2 separate regions of the Mus musculus genome follow, and region 2 is linked to region 1. A link is a contact called in public Hi-C data. All regions are on one chromosome and are shown on one strand. Each heading gives the region's core, a stretch centred on a gene start, on an enhancer-like site or on the middle of the called end of the contact. The rest is flanking DNA. Distances are from core to core; before and after follow the strand shown. Region 1 has its middle 21 kb from the start of Gm36235. Region 2 has its middle 83 kb from the start of Lpin1.

Region 1 (5,989 bases), core at 2,055-4,554:
GAAGCCTATTTTAGTTATAAGTGTTTATGTTTATGTCCTTCCACCCTTTTCTACATCGTGGAAAGCTATAATTTAGAAAGCAAATTGTGGGCCCACTCATACATGTATCATTTGTTTTTCCATATTCCATGCTTATTTCCAACCACCCTCTCTTACCATCTCTACCCCAGGCTCTTGACTCTGATAATTTCTACTTTCCACATTAAAAGTGGTATACCAGGCTGAGCAGCCATAGGTATCCTGGGATGTAAAACGCCCTTTGATAGGTACCCTTGGTAGAGAAAACATGCTAGAGACAAACCAAGTTCTGAAAGTCACTTCATTCCTCTGAAAATCTTCTATTTACTCTTGGTTTCCTTGTGGATGATGAAGTAATATTTCAGTCCATACCATTTCAGGCAAGCAGGACTGCTTTCTCATTTGCCCACGTCATCTATAACCATCCTGCATCTTTCTCTTCTTAGAGATTAGACGATGAGGCTGCAGTGAGACAACTGGCTGAAGCTTTGGATTACTGTGGCCCCCTAACGTTCAGTAGTCTCTTCTATCTGTGATTTCTTATCCTTGCTCTCATTGTGTGAGGTCAAGCATCATATGGATATAGGACACAGCAATTTCAGAAAGAACTTGAGTCTTAAGTAAATTTTATTACAAGACTTACTACAGTTTTTCTATTTATTATTAGTTATTACCAATTATTAGCTATTGTTCATCTCTAGCCATGCCTTATTTGTAACTTAAAATCTCATCCAAGTACAGATGAGATTAGGCATAGTCAGGGAGGAGCAGGCATTGGGGTACAAGTTAAACACTTGCAACTATAGTTTTATCTGTCAACTCTATCCTCTATTGGTCAGGGCAAACATGCTTCAACAACCATGAACCAAATCTCAGGGAGGATTACATCTGCATAAATGGCTCCCTGGGAATAATCACACTCCTACAGAAACCCATCTTCACCTGGTCACACCCCTCAGCTTTCTCACAATGGAAACTTTCCTTGGCAGAGCAAGAGGAGTGTGATTAATTCTAAGAGCACAGGACATTCACCAGATGATGTCAACTTGACAAAAGCTAAAATCCTCTGAGAAGAGGAAACCTCAGTTAAGAAAATGCCTCTACAGACACAGGTTGGACCTTGACCTCCCCGCACATAGGTAGCACATGTGGAGCTTGGTTTTCATGTGGGTCCCGAACAACTGGAGCAGTCGTTATCCTTATCCGAAAAGCTGTTGCTTGTATGTTAGATATGTTCTTCTAGCTGGGATGCCTTGTCTGGTCTCAGTTGGAGAGGATGCACCTAGTCTGGCAGACTTGATGTGCCAAGATGGAGGGATACCCAGGGACCCTTCCCCACTCAGAGGAGAAGAGGGAGGGGTGTCTGGTAGGGGAACAGTGAGTGAGATGTAAAGGCAATAGGTTAAAAAAAAACTAAATTTAAAAACATGCTTCTGTAAAATTGGGCTGTATACAAATCTATAGGGCATTTTTCTTAGTGTCTAATTGGGGAAGGGCCCAGCCCATTGTGGACTGTGCCATTCCTAGGTTGGTGGTCCTAGATTCTACAAGAAAGCAGGCTGAGCAAGCCAGTAAGCAGCATCCTTCCATGGCCTCTGCATCAGCTTCTGCCTCTAGGTTCTTTACTTGTTGAGTTCCTGTCCTGATAAACAGTGACATGGAAATATAAGACACCTCAACTGTTTCCTCCCCAAGTTGCTTTGTTCATGGTGTTTAATCACTGCAATAGTAGCTTTAACTACTAAGATGGACTGTAAGCTTTGATGAAGATAGAGATCCTATTGGATCTCTCTAGCATCAGTTAATAGATCTCAGAAAATAAACTCCTCCAGGAGTAAGAAAAATATAGTAGCTGCAATTCAGGTTGCATACGTGTGGATGTCAGTTGGCTCTTCCCTGAAGCCTCCATAGAAGTATTATTTTGGTACAGCCATGTAGCATATTTCTAGATAAATTCAAGAACTTGATAAAGCACATTGCCCTGCATTATGTGGGCAGGCACCATCTAACCTGCTGTGGGCGGGAACAGAGAAAGAAACCGTAAGGAGACTTAGAACCGTTTTCTTTCTGCATGCAGGAGTGGGGCATAGGTCTTCCTCCACCTCATCCTCCTTTTCCTGCTCTTCTTTCTCCTTTTCCTCTTCTTCCTCCAGATCCTATTCCCCTGGACTTGGTTTTTATGCCACTGAATATCTTGGATTCAGCTTGCAAGCTATTAGACATATGTATGCTCCATCCTACTCTCTCCTGCTCGAACATTGCGGTTCTCATTGGAACCACAATTTGCCCACGCATTCATGGGGGCCGAGTGTGGTGGCTCATACAGTGTAATGGAGCTAAACAATGTTGAAAATACCACCTAATACTGCACTCAAGCAACCTGATGCACTAATCTGAAGGTGCATTAGAAAGGAAATGCCACTCTATTTTATGGCACATTAACACTGCCATCTGTTTGGTTTTCTTTTGTTTTTGTTTGTATGTTTGCTTTTTAAATTATGGATTATTTTTAATTTTTAAAAATTTTTTTGGCTTTTCGAGACAGAGTTTCTCTGTATAGCCCTGGCTGTCCTGGAACTCACTCTGTAGACCAGGCTGGCCTCAAACTCAGAAATCTGCCTGCCTCTGCCTCCTGAGTGCTGGGATTAAAGGCGTGCACCACCATGCCCGGTGTGAAATGTTTTTATTTTTATTTACTTAAAGAGCTCTTTTAGACTATGAGTACTTATTTGTAACATCATTTTACTTATGTAATCTAGAAAGACAAAATAGTAAGTGTGCCCTAAAACTATCTCATATTCAAAATTATTTGTCTAGAACAGTTTATGTTAGTTGTTGTATATTTTCCCCATAAATCATTTCCTCCAAGCCACCACGAACTCAGTGGCTTTTTAATGTGTTTTCAAGCTAATTGCTCAATGATGCAGCATTGTATGCTGGTAGATTATCCTTCATATTTATTTGATTGTGTTCTGCTTATCACATAATTAGTTGTTTTATTGTGAAATTTTCATTTATGTGGTTTGATCAGTCTCATTCCCATCACCCTGTCTTGTCCCCTGACTCCTGCTGATCTCTTTCTTCTTCCCAAGGAGTCCTCTATCTATTTTCCTGTCTCCCTCTTCTCCCTCCCTCCCTCCCTTCCTCCCTCCCTCCCTTCCTCCCTCCCTCCCTCGTAATGCAGTGGGTTTAATTGGGATTATTTATTGCTGCACAGGTGAAGGGTTATTTACAGATACACAGGCTGCTTACTCATCACTATGTTCCTAAGGAAGTATTCTCCTCCCCCAGAGATATTTGAACATGCTCAAGGTGTCAGCGAATAGCCTTCAGGGGCTGAGAGGATGGCTCAGCAGTTAAGAAGGCTTCTTTCCCTTCCCAGAACTCACATTGGGTGACTCACAAACTGCCTATAACTTGAACTTTATTGGATCTGACACCCTCTTCTGGCCTCCAGGGCAACTGTGCACATATGGCGAGTGCACACACACACACACACTTATTATTTTTACAAAACTCCAAAAATTAAAAAAAAAAAAACCTTTCAGATGACTAAGGTCTGTGTTTACTCCTCAAATAGTTCCTATGTGGTTGTCAACACTGCCATAGTACTGGTACCAACTTCCTGACTCCACACAGAAGGGAGCTCTGTGACAAACTGCCCAAAGACCACATTATATCATAATAAACATAAAAAAAAACCTTAATTAGAAAGCAGCAGGGAAAGGGTTAGGTTGACATATGCACAAAATACTTGTCCTTTTCCCCCCAAAACCCAAGACACAAAAAAAGAAATCTCAAAAAGAAAGTAAATTATAAACAGTACTTCATGAAATACATATTTCTATATAGGACAGACACTTTCAAGTCCGAGCAGCAGAGACCTCTATTAAACTCACATTTAAAGAACATTGCAGAATGAGCCAGATGTGGTAGAATACACACACACCGCATTGCAAGTGCATGAACTTGGAAAGTTGAGGCAGGAGAATTGGAAATTCTAACCCAGATTAGGCTATATAGTGATACCAATAAATAGACAAATAAATAATTGAAAGATAGAACTCTTAGAAAGGCATGTTTAAGGAATAAAAATTAGTTCACATAGAGAAGAATTAGAACAGTAACTTTAAATAGGCAAGAGAGCAAAGACCATCTCTTCTAAATAGTCACTTTGATCTTAAACATTAACAGTAAGTAAGAATTAGTGGGGCAGAAATACAACTAGAAGACTCCTTAGGCGAAAATTAACAGGCTAGGAGATTGAGTCATGAAATTCCTCTAGAGTATAGTACAAAAGGGATAGAAAGTGTGAGTCAATGAAGAAGAAATATAGGGACATAAAGGAGACAGCGACAAGATTCTGCATTCTTCAATGTTGTGAGTGTGTGGAACATAGCAGAAGAAAATCAAAGCGTGTTCTGTCTTTAGACTTGCAGATTCCTAGAAGTGTCAAAAGGGTGGAAGCAGGCCAACAGGGCTTCCACTGGCCCCACAATAGTGGGATTTGAGAGCAAGCCTAAAGCAGGTTGGGGGTAGGGGGTGGCACAGAGACAGAGACACAGAGGGAACTCAAATTGCCACACCATTGGTTAGAACTCACTACTGTTGGAGGGAGATTTTCATTCGTGGCCCAGGTTGCTGATAGTGAATGGGAATTTATGTTTGAAGTTCTATAAAATATAAGGAAGAACTAGAGAATTTATTTTCAGACATGCGATTACTCCTATTTCCTGATGGTATTCTTTCATACAGAAAAGACCTAAAGATCTATCAGAAAATTCTAGAACTAATAAACACTTTCAGAACATTAGGAAGATACGAAGTCAAAATATAGAAAATGATAGGTTTTCTATATACCCATAATGAATACTCTGAGGTGGAAACTGGTAAGAAAATCTCACTTCCTTTAGCTTAAAAAAAATGTCCAGGAAAAAAAAAAGCTACTTAAGGATATGAGAGATCTCTACAATAAAATTTCTAAAGAAATAAAATAAAATAAAAAGATTACAAAAGCTCTCCTGCTCATGAACAGCAAGACTTAATATAGTAAGATTACTGATTTATCAAAAGCAAATCTACAGATCCAATGCAATTCTCATTAAAATTCTAATGAAAGATTTGAAGATATGGAAAAGGCAACCCTGATATTCATATAGAAGCCTGATAATGCCTATTAGCTAAAGCAATTCTCAGCAAACGAACATTGCTAGAGGTCCCTTTATCACCTATGACTTCAAGTTACAGTACAGAGTAACAAACATGATAGAAAAGGAGACATGTAAGTGATTGAAAGAAAATAAAAGACTCATAAATAAACTTACACAGCCACAGCAAAGTATTAGCACTAGAGAAAAGAAAGTCCATTCAACAAATGGGACTGGGGAAGCTGGGTGTCCATGTGTAGGATAATGGAGCCAGAGGCTCATGTCTCACTTCACAAAAGGCAATCCATCCAATATCAGAAACATTAATGTAAGACCTGACATTCTTAAATGGTTAGAGAAAAAAAATGGGAAACACTTCAGTCCAATGGTTGGGTGTAAGTATCTATGTCTCAGTCAGCTGCTGGTAAGTTGGGGGCCTCTATGGTTGAATCAAGAGAAGGATTGAAGAAGCTGAGGGGAGAGCGACCCCATAGGAAGACCAGCAGTCTCAACTGATTAAGACCCTAGGGAGCTCCCAGAGACTGAGCCACCAACCAGGAGCATACACAGGCTGATCCAAGGCCCCTGACACAAATATAACAGAGGACTGTCTGGTCTGGCCTCAGTGGGAGAAGATGTGTTTAACCCTCAAGAGACTTGAGCCCTCAGGGAAGGGGCAGGTCTGGTGCAGGGGAGCCCCTCTTGGAGGCAAGGGGGAGGAGGCATGGGATGAGAAATTGTGGGAGGGGGACTGGGAAGAGGGCAACAACTGGAATGTAAATAAATAAAATAATTTTTTTATAAATGGGAAACACTTCACGGTA
Region 2 (5,989 bases), core at 880-3,379, 510 kb before region 1:
CTCCACTCCCCCGCCCCCGCGGCCTCGCCCCCATTCAGCCCCATCTTCTCCTTCTTGGGAGGGGCCTGTCCTTTCAGGTCCCAGGCAGAAAGTCACATAAAACAATTTGTGTCAGTCAGCAGATTCCTTGAAGATCGAACTGAATGATGAATGCAGGGTTGGAGGGCTCTTTTGACCTCTTTTTCTCTCTCTTTGTTTCCTGTGAATGCCTCATGGGCTGCCTACTGGCTTTGCACAGAGGACTCCTGGACTCCTTTGTGACTTTAGACCTTTCCCAAATGTTTCCCGACTGCTTCTCCTCCAGGTTCTTTCTAGCCAAGGAAAGACATTCAGAGAACACACCCTCAGCCATGCATACTCTCTACAAGCGCTCTCTCCCCCAGCTCCAAGCCCGAAGAACTCCTGGCCTTTCGGACAGAAACCTACTTTTTGTCTGTGGCCTCTACTGAGGATCTGTCTGCTCTGATTTTCAAGTAAAGAAAGCTTTGCCCAGCAGGGAAATGGGTCTTGACTTCAGACCCGATTTTCCCAAGGGCCAAGCAAGTCTCTTGGAAAGGCCAGTATCACCATGCCTTTTCTCTTTCTGACCACAGATGGACTGTCATAATATTTTTAACTTTGCTGGCTCTTTACTTCCCACTTTTGTTTTGCAGGTATCCTGTGCTGGTCCCAATGGGACACTCTGACCTATTGACTCAGTATTCAGTATCAGGACTGTAGTTGGTATTTAAAAAATAGGGCAGATGTTCCAAAAATGTGTTAGCCATGGCATAAGAAAGTATCTTTAAGACTTAGAGACAGATTAGCCAGTAAAGTGCTTGTCTTATAAGCACAAGGAACTATATTTTACCCCCAGAACTCATGGGAAAAGAAGCAGGGCTTGGTGGCTCTTGCTTCTAATACCAGCATTGGGGTGGCAGAAAAAGGTTCTGTCTCACTGGGGTTCATTGTCTAACTAGTCTAACCTACTTGGCAAGTTCCAGTGAACTACCCTGTCTCAAAACAAAACAAAACAAAACAAAACAAAACACAACAAAACCCCCAAACAACTAAACAACCAAAAAATCCCCAAAACAAACAAGGGGAGAGAGTATCTGAGAAATGATACCCGAGGTTGCACATGTAAATGCACATGCACACGCAATGCACACATGTGTGCCTGTGTACAAATAAACACACATCACAGCCATACATAAGAAAGTGACATTTCCTTCCACCCATCCCCCATCCTCTATGCCAGACAATAGGACTTCTCTTAGTATATACACAGAAACATGCAAAAATGGACTTTGTCCTCCAGGAGCCTCTGGCCAAAGGTGGAGTAGGGGGGTAAGAAAACAGACACAGAAATTCCCAGGTGAGACACACTGTAGATCTATGAAGCCTGGAGCTAAAAGGTGACATAAGAGTGGCCTGCTCCTTGTCATTCAGCAACCATATTGGGCTTTCCTGATCCCTAAAGTGTTAAGTCTCACGGTTCTGGAAGTCTTGGTTTCTAGAGGGCACTTGTAACCATCAGGTAATGTGAGTCCATCAACCCCGAGGGTTGCAGCTCCTTCCAGGTTGTACTGGGTTCCTTGTGAAGAGCCATTCCAGGAGTGGCTGTCCTGGGAGGAGTTATGGGCCCTGCTCCTCAGGAAGAAAGACAAGCTATACTGCTTCATGATGCTTCCCAATGGAGAGTGGGGTAGAAAGAGGTTTGTCATTGAGGTGGCCCTCTGGGCATCCCTGACACTCAGTTTTAAGTAAATGGGTAAGTTCCACAGCGGTAGCTAATAAGGATGCAACGAGCCCTGCTTGTCAGGTGCAGGGTCTTGGTCTCCCAAGTGCTTCAGCCTGGGAAGAACAGGGCCAGCTCTCCTGACTGCTGCAGGTAGTGAGGGGCCGTCATGGAGTGTCACCCTTGCACACACACCACCTCGTGGCAGACAGATGAGTGGCAGGGCCAGCTTTTCCACGCTCCCCCCCCCCCTCAGGCTGGCTCACCTGCGCCCCCACTGCTAGGGTCAGCTCTTCTGTGCTGTCCAGGTGGAGTGAGTATATATGTCTATAGAGGTGAGTATATTGTGCACATAGATGCCATTGGGGTTTTCCGCTGCTCCTCTCTGCTTGACTTCTCGAGACATCGTTGCTCACTGAACTATGAGTCTTATTACTTCCCCTAGACTGGCTGACCAGTGAGCCCCGGGGATCCTCCTGCCTCCGCGGTGCCTTTGGAGTTCCTTTGGAGTTCCTGTCTCCACACTTGCAGTCAGGCACTTCACTGACTGAGACGTCTCCCAGCGCCGGCTTGTTAATTTATTTGTAGACATATGGTGCTTTGTGTTTTTCCAGGGCTGAGTCTGCTTTATCATTATTATTTTTTGGTCTGTAACTTCCCCTGCTCTCATGCTTAGAATGTCAGTCTCAATCCATCTCTCAAAAAAAATGTCAACTAGAGAGGCTTTGCCGCTTAGCAGAGGGGAAGGGAAGGGCTGCCTGTCTTTGGAACCACAACTGACAGGTGGAGCTGATTTTTCTGTGTGATGATTTTCCCTCTAGCTGAGCAGGGCAAACTGCCTCCAGGGCCCCTATTAGCTGACATGGGGCTGAACAGCAAAGGCCTCGTGTTGTGTAGCTGTGAAGCCAGCAAGAAATGACACAGCATTCACACCTGAGGGTTTTTGTTTTTTGTTCCTACAATGAGCATCAGCCTGACCCAGAACTGGGTAGCTATAGCTCTCCTTTGTTCATTTGCAGTCTTGCTTTGGTTAATTGTCACAGACCTCAATGGCTTGAATACCATGTGGTAGTTTGTATCTTCCTCATTGATGGCTCTGACAAGCTGTGTAAGTGTCCCACTCTTCCACCCCAAACACAGTGGTTCTCAACCTTCCTAAAGCTGTGGCCCTTTAACACAGTTTCTCATGTGATGACCCCCCAGCCACAACATTATTATTATTTTTTGTTTAAATTATTATTATTATTAATCTTTTAATAGTCCAGTCGCTATCTCCCTCCCAGTTTGCTCTCTGACTGTTCCTCATCCAATTCCTCCTCCCCCATCTCCAAGAGGAGGTCTCCACCCCACCCATCCGCACCCTGCTAGGCCTCCCCACTCCCTGGGGCCTCAAGTCTCTTGGGGGTTAGATGCATCTTCTCTCATTGAGGCCAGACCAGGCAGTCCTGTGCTTCCTGTGCTGTATATGTGTTGGGGGCCTTATATCAGTTGGTGTATGCTGCCTGGTTGGTGGTTTAGTATCTGAGAGATCATGGGGACAAGGTTAGGTGAGACTGCTGGTCTCCCTATAGGGTCGCCTTCCTCCTCAGCTTCTTCCAGCTTTTCCCTAATTCAACCACAGGGGTCCTCAGTTTCTGTCCATTGGTTGGGTGTAAGTATCTGCATCTGACTCTTTCAGCTGCTTGTTGGGTTTCTCGGAGGACAGCCATGCTAGGCTGCTGTCTGTAAGCACATTATTATGACATAGCATCAGTAATAGTGTCGGGCTTTGGAGTTTCCCCTTGAGCTGGATTCTAATTTGGGCAGGTCACTGAACCTCCTTTTCCTCAGTCTCTTCTCCATTTTTGTGCCTGCAGTTCTTTCAGACAGGAACAATTCTGGGTCAGAGTTTTTGACTGTGAGATGGCAATCCCATCCCTCCACTGATGCTCAGTCTTTCTATAAGTTCCCTCTCCCCACTGTTGGGCATTTCATCTAAGGTTCCTCCCTTTGAGTCCTGAGCATCTCTCACCTCCCAGGACTCAGTACATTCTAGAGGGTCTCTCTACCTTCTACCTCCCGAGGTTGCCTGTTTTCATTCTTTCTGCTGGCCCTCAGTGTTTCATTCCTGTCCCCCACCCAATACCTGATCATGTCCATAATTTTTTTTTTCAAGACAGGGTTTCTCCGTATATCCCTGGCTGTCCTGGAACTCACTCTGTAGACCAGGCTGGCCTCAAACTCAGAAATCCACCTGCCTCTGCCTCCCAAGTGCTGGGATTAAAGGTGTGCGCTGCCACCGTCCGGCCATAAAATTATTTTTGTTGCTACTTCACATCTGTAGTTTTTCTACTGTTATGGATAATAATATAATTACTTGATATATAGAATTATTTTATATGATATAAGGGGTTGAGACCCACAGGTTGAGAACCACCACTCAAGACACTCCTGCCTGAATCTCCATTTCTCAAAGAACTGCTGTAAGCTCAAGACATGATGTTGGCCAAATTGTGCACTCATCACAGGAACTCAGTAAATGGCAGATGGCATTTTTTTTTTAATTCAGAAAAAGCAAAGGCATCCAGGTAAGCAGTTTGAGACCACTTAGAGGATCGTTTTCTGTACAGCCCATGATCTGTTATTGAGCTGCTGATCCAGGGACACAATGTGATGGGTCAGCTGTGAAAAGACACTACCTGATGTGCGCCACACAACTTCAGTGAGCATTGATTTTGACATGAAAACTCACAGTGATAGCCAGTGAATGGAGTGTGAAATTCCTATGCAATTAGAGAAGACAGCATGAGGCTTTGGAGACTGTGTGCATGGGAGTTGATCTTTGATGCTCTCAAGTGTGTAGAGGCCTGCACACCAGCTTCTTAGGCATTAGACAAGTTCCAGATGGGAGGAGTTTTCTTCATAAAAGAGGGAGAAGATGGTGGGTAGCCATGCTGATGAGACCCTGCTGGGGACTGTCCTCTTTATCTTGGCGCAGTAGTAACTGGCACGGAGCGTTGTACTCTTCTGTGGTCTTTGTTGCTCTCTGATGATTTCTTGTTCTTACAAGGCTTCCGTATAGTTGTGCCTTTTTCATCCCTTTGCAATCACAGACAGTTGTGAGGCTAAGCATGTCAGCACATGGACGGCAGTTTGAGCAGAAGCCTCAGCAGCCGGTGCTTGGTGCTCCGTTTTGCTTTGAACACTCTCAACCATCAGGGAGTTAGAGACTAGGATTGTCCCAGCCTACACTCTGAAAGAGGGCCCAGTTATAAAAGTACCTAGAAGCAACCTCTTAAAAAATATTTTAAATTTATTTGTATTGTTTACTTGAGTGTATTCTAGGTATATGTAGGTCCTCACAAAAGCCAGAAGGGGGCACCAGATCCCCCAGAGCTGCAGTCACAGCCACCTGTGAGCCTGATTATGCGTGCCGGGAACTGAGCCTAAGCTCATTGGAAGACAGCAAATGGTCTTTATGGTGAATGCTTTCTAGTCTCTGTTTCATTGTTTCATTTGATGAACATCTGTGGTATTTCCCCTGTCACAGTAGCATAGTCAACCTTGTGTACACTATTAAGACTACTTGAAAACCCACCCAACATCCTGGTGCTGACTGGACAGCGGTTTATCTCAGAGGCACCTTGAGTGTGTCACATGCCTGGCTAAGAAGATTGGGTATTGAGGGTGACTTGATTTTCTCAATCTGCCCACACTGGCTCTGAGTGAGGAGGCTAAGTTGGCTGAAGAAAAGAGAGAAAAGCAGGCCAAACCCTCGTCAGGCTTCTTCTAGATGTTTATGCTCATACTCTCTCTCTCTCTCTCTCTCTCTCTCTCTCTCTCTCTCTCTCTCTCTCTCTCTCTCTCTGTACTTTGAGCACACTCCTCCCATGTTTTATAAACCTTCCCACTCTATCCCTCCCCTCTCCCACAAATTCTCTTTGTTTCTCAGATAGTTTTGGTTCAAATGTGCTTTTTATACGCAATGGGATTTTAAAAAAAGCTATATAGAAGAATAAATATGTAATTGGCAGGAAAATGGATACAACTGGAGATAATTGCAGAATTATTTCTATGTGTGTGCAGTTGCATGTGTGTGCAATTGTGTGTGTGTGAGTGCATGTATGTGCAGTTGCATGTTTGTCTGTGTACTTGTGCATATGTGCAGGTGTGTGTGTGTGTGTGTGTGTGTGTGTGTGTGTTCATGGAAACAGAAGACAGTCTTGAGTGTTGACCCTCAGGTGGCATCCAAGTTTTGTCAGGTAGGATAACCTAGCTGGCTGGTGAGTC

Evidence for each region. Hi-C and Micro-C count contacts between places; a contact is called where the count stands out from the background.
Region 2: a contact with region 1 is called in a Hi-C map of rod photoreceptor, with 4 times the contacts expected there. The contact joins two enhancer-like sites. A contact is called at or near these places in 1 of 15 datasets of contacts at CTCF or cohesin (large pre-B cells), 8 of 484 Hi-C or Micro-C datasets (the HL-1 cell line, the N1E-115 cell line, embryonic fibroblasts and 5 more) and 7 of 115 datasets of contacts at active chromatin or transcription factors (CD8 T cells, the NIH/3T3 cell line, cardiomyocytes and 4 more).

What each region holds. Positions count from the first base shown.
Region 1 is chr12:15,991,451-15,997,439 of GRCm38.p6, reverse strand. No RefSeq gene overlaps it. Among named protein-coding and RNA genes, the nearest start is that of Gm36235, 21 kb to the left of the region's middle. Within about 2 kb of position 3,304, at least 9 of the 459 cell types and tissues checked have an H3K27ac peak or open chromatin away from gene starts, as enhancers often do. A contact at or near this core is called in rod photoreceptor, where this site is marked.
Region 2 is chr12:16,503,536-16,509,524 of GRCm38.p6, reverse strand. No RefSeq gene overlaps it. Among named protein-coding and RNA genes, the nearest start is that of Lpin1, 83 kb to the left of the region's middle. Within about 2 kb of position 2,129, at least 11 of the 459 cell types and tissues checked have an H3K27ac peak or open chromatin away from gene starts, as enhancers often do. A contact at or near this core is called in rod photoreceptor, where this site is marked.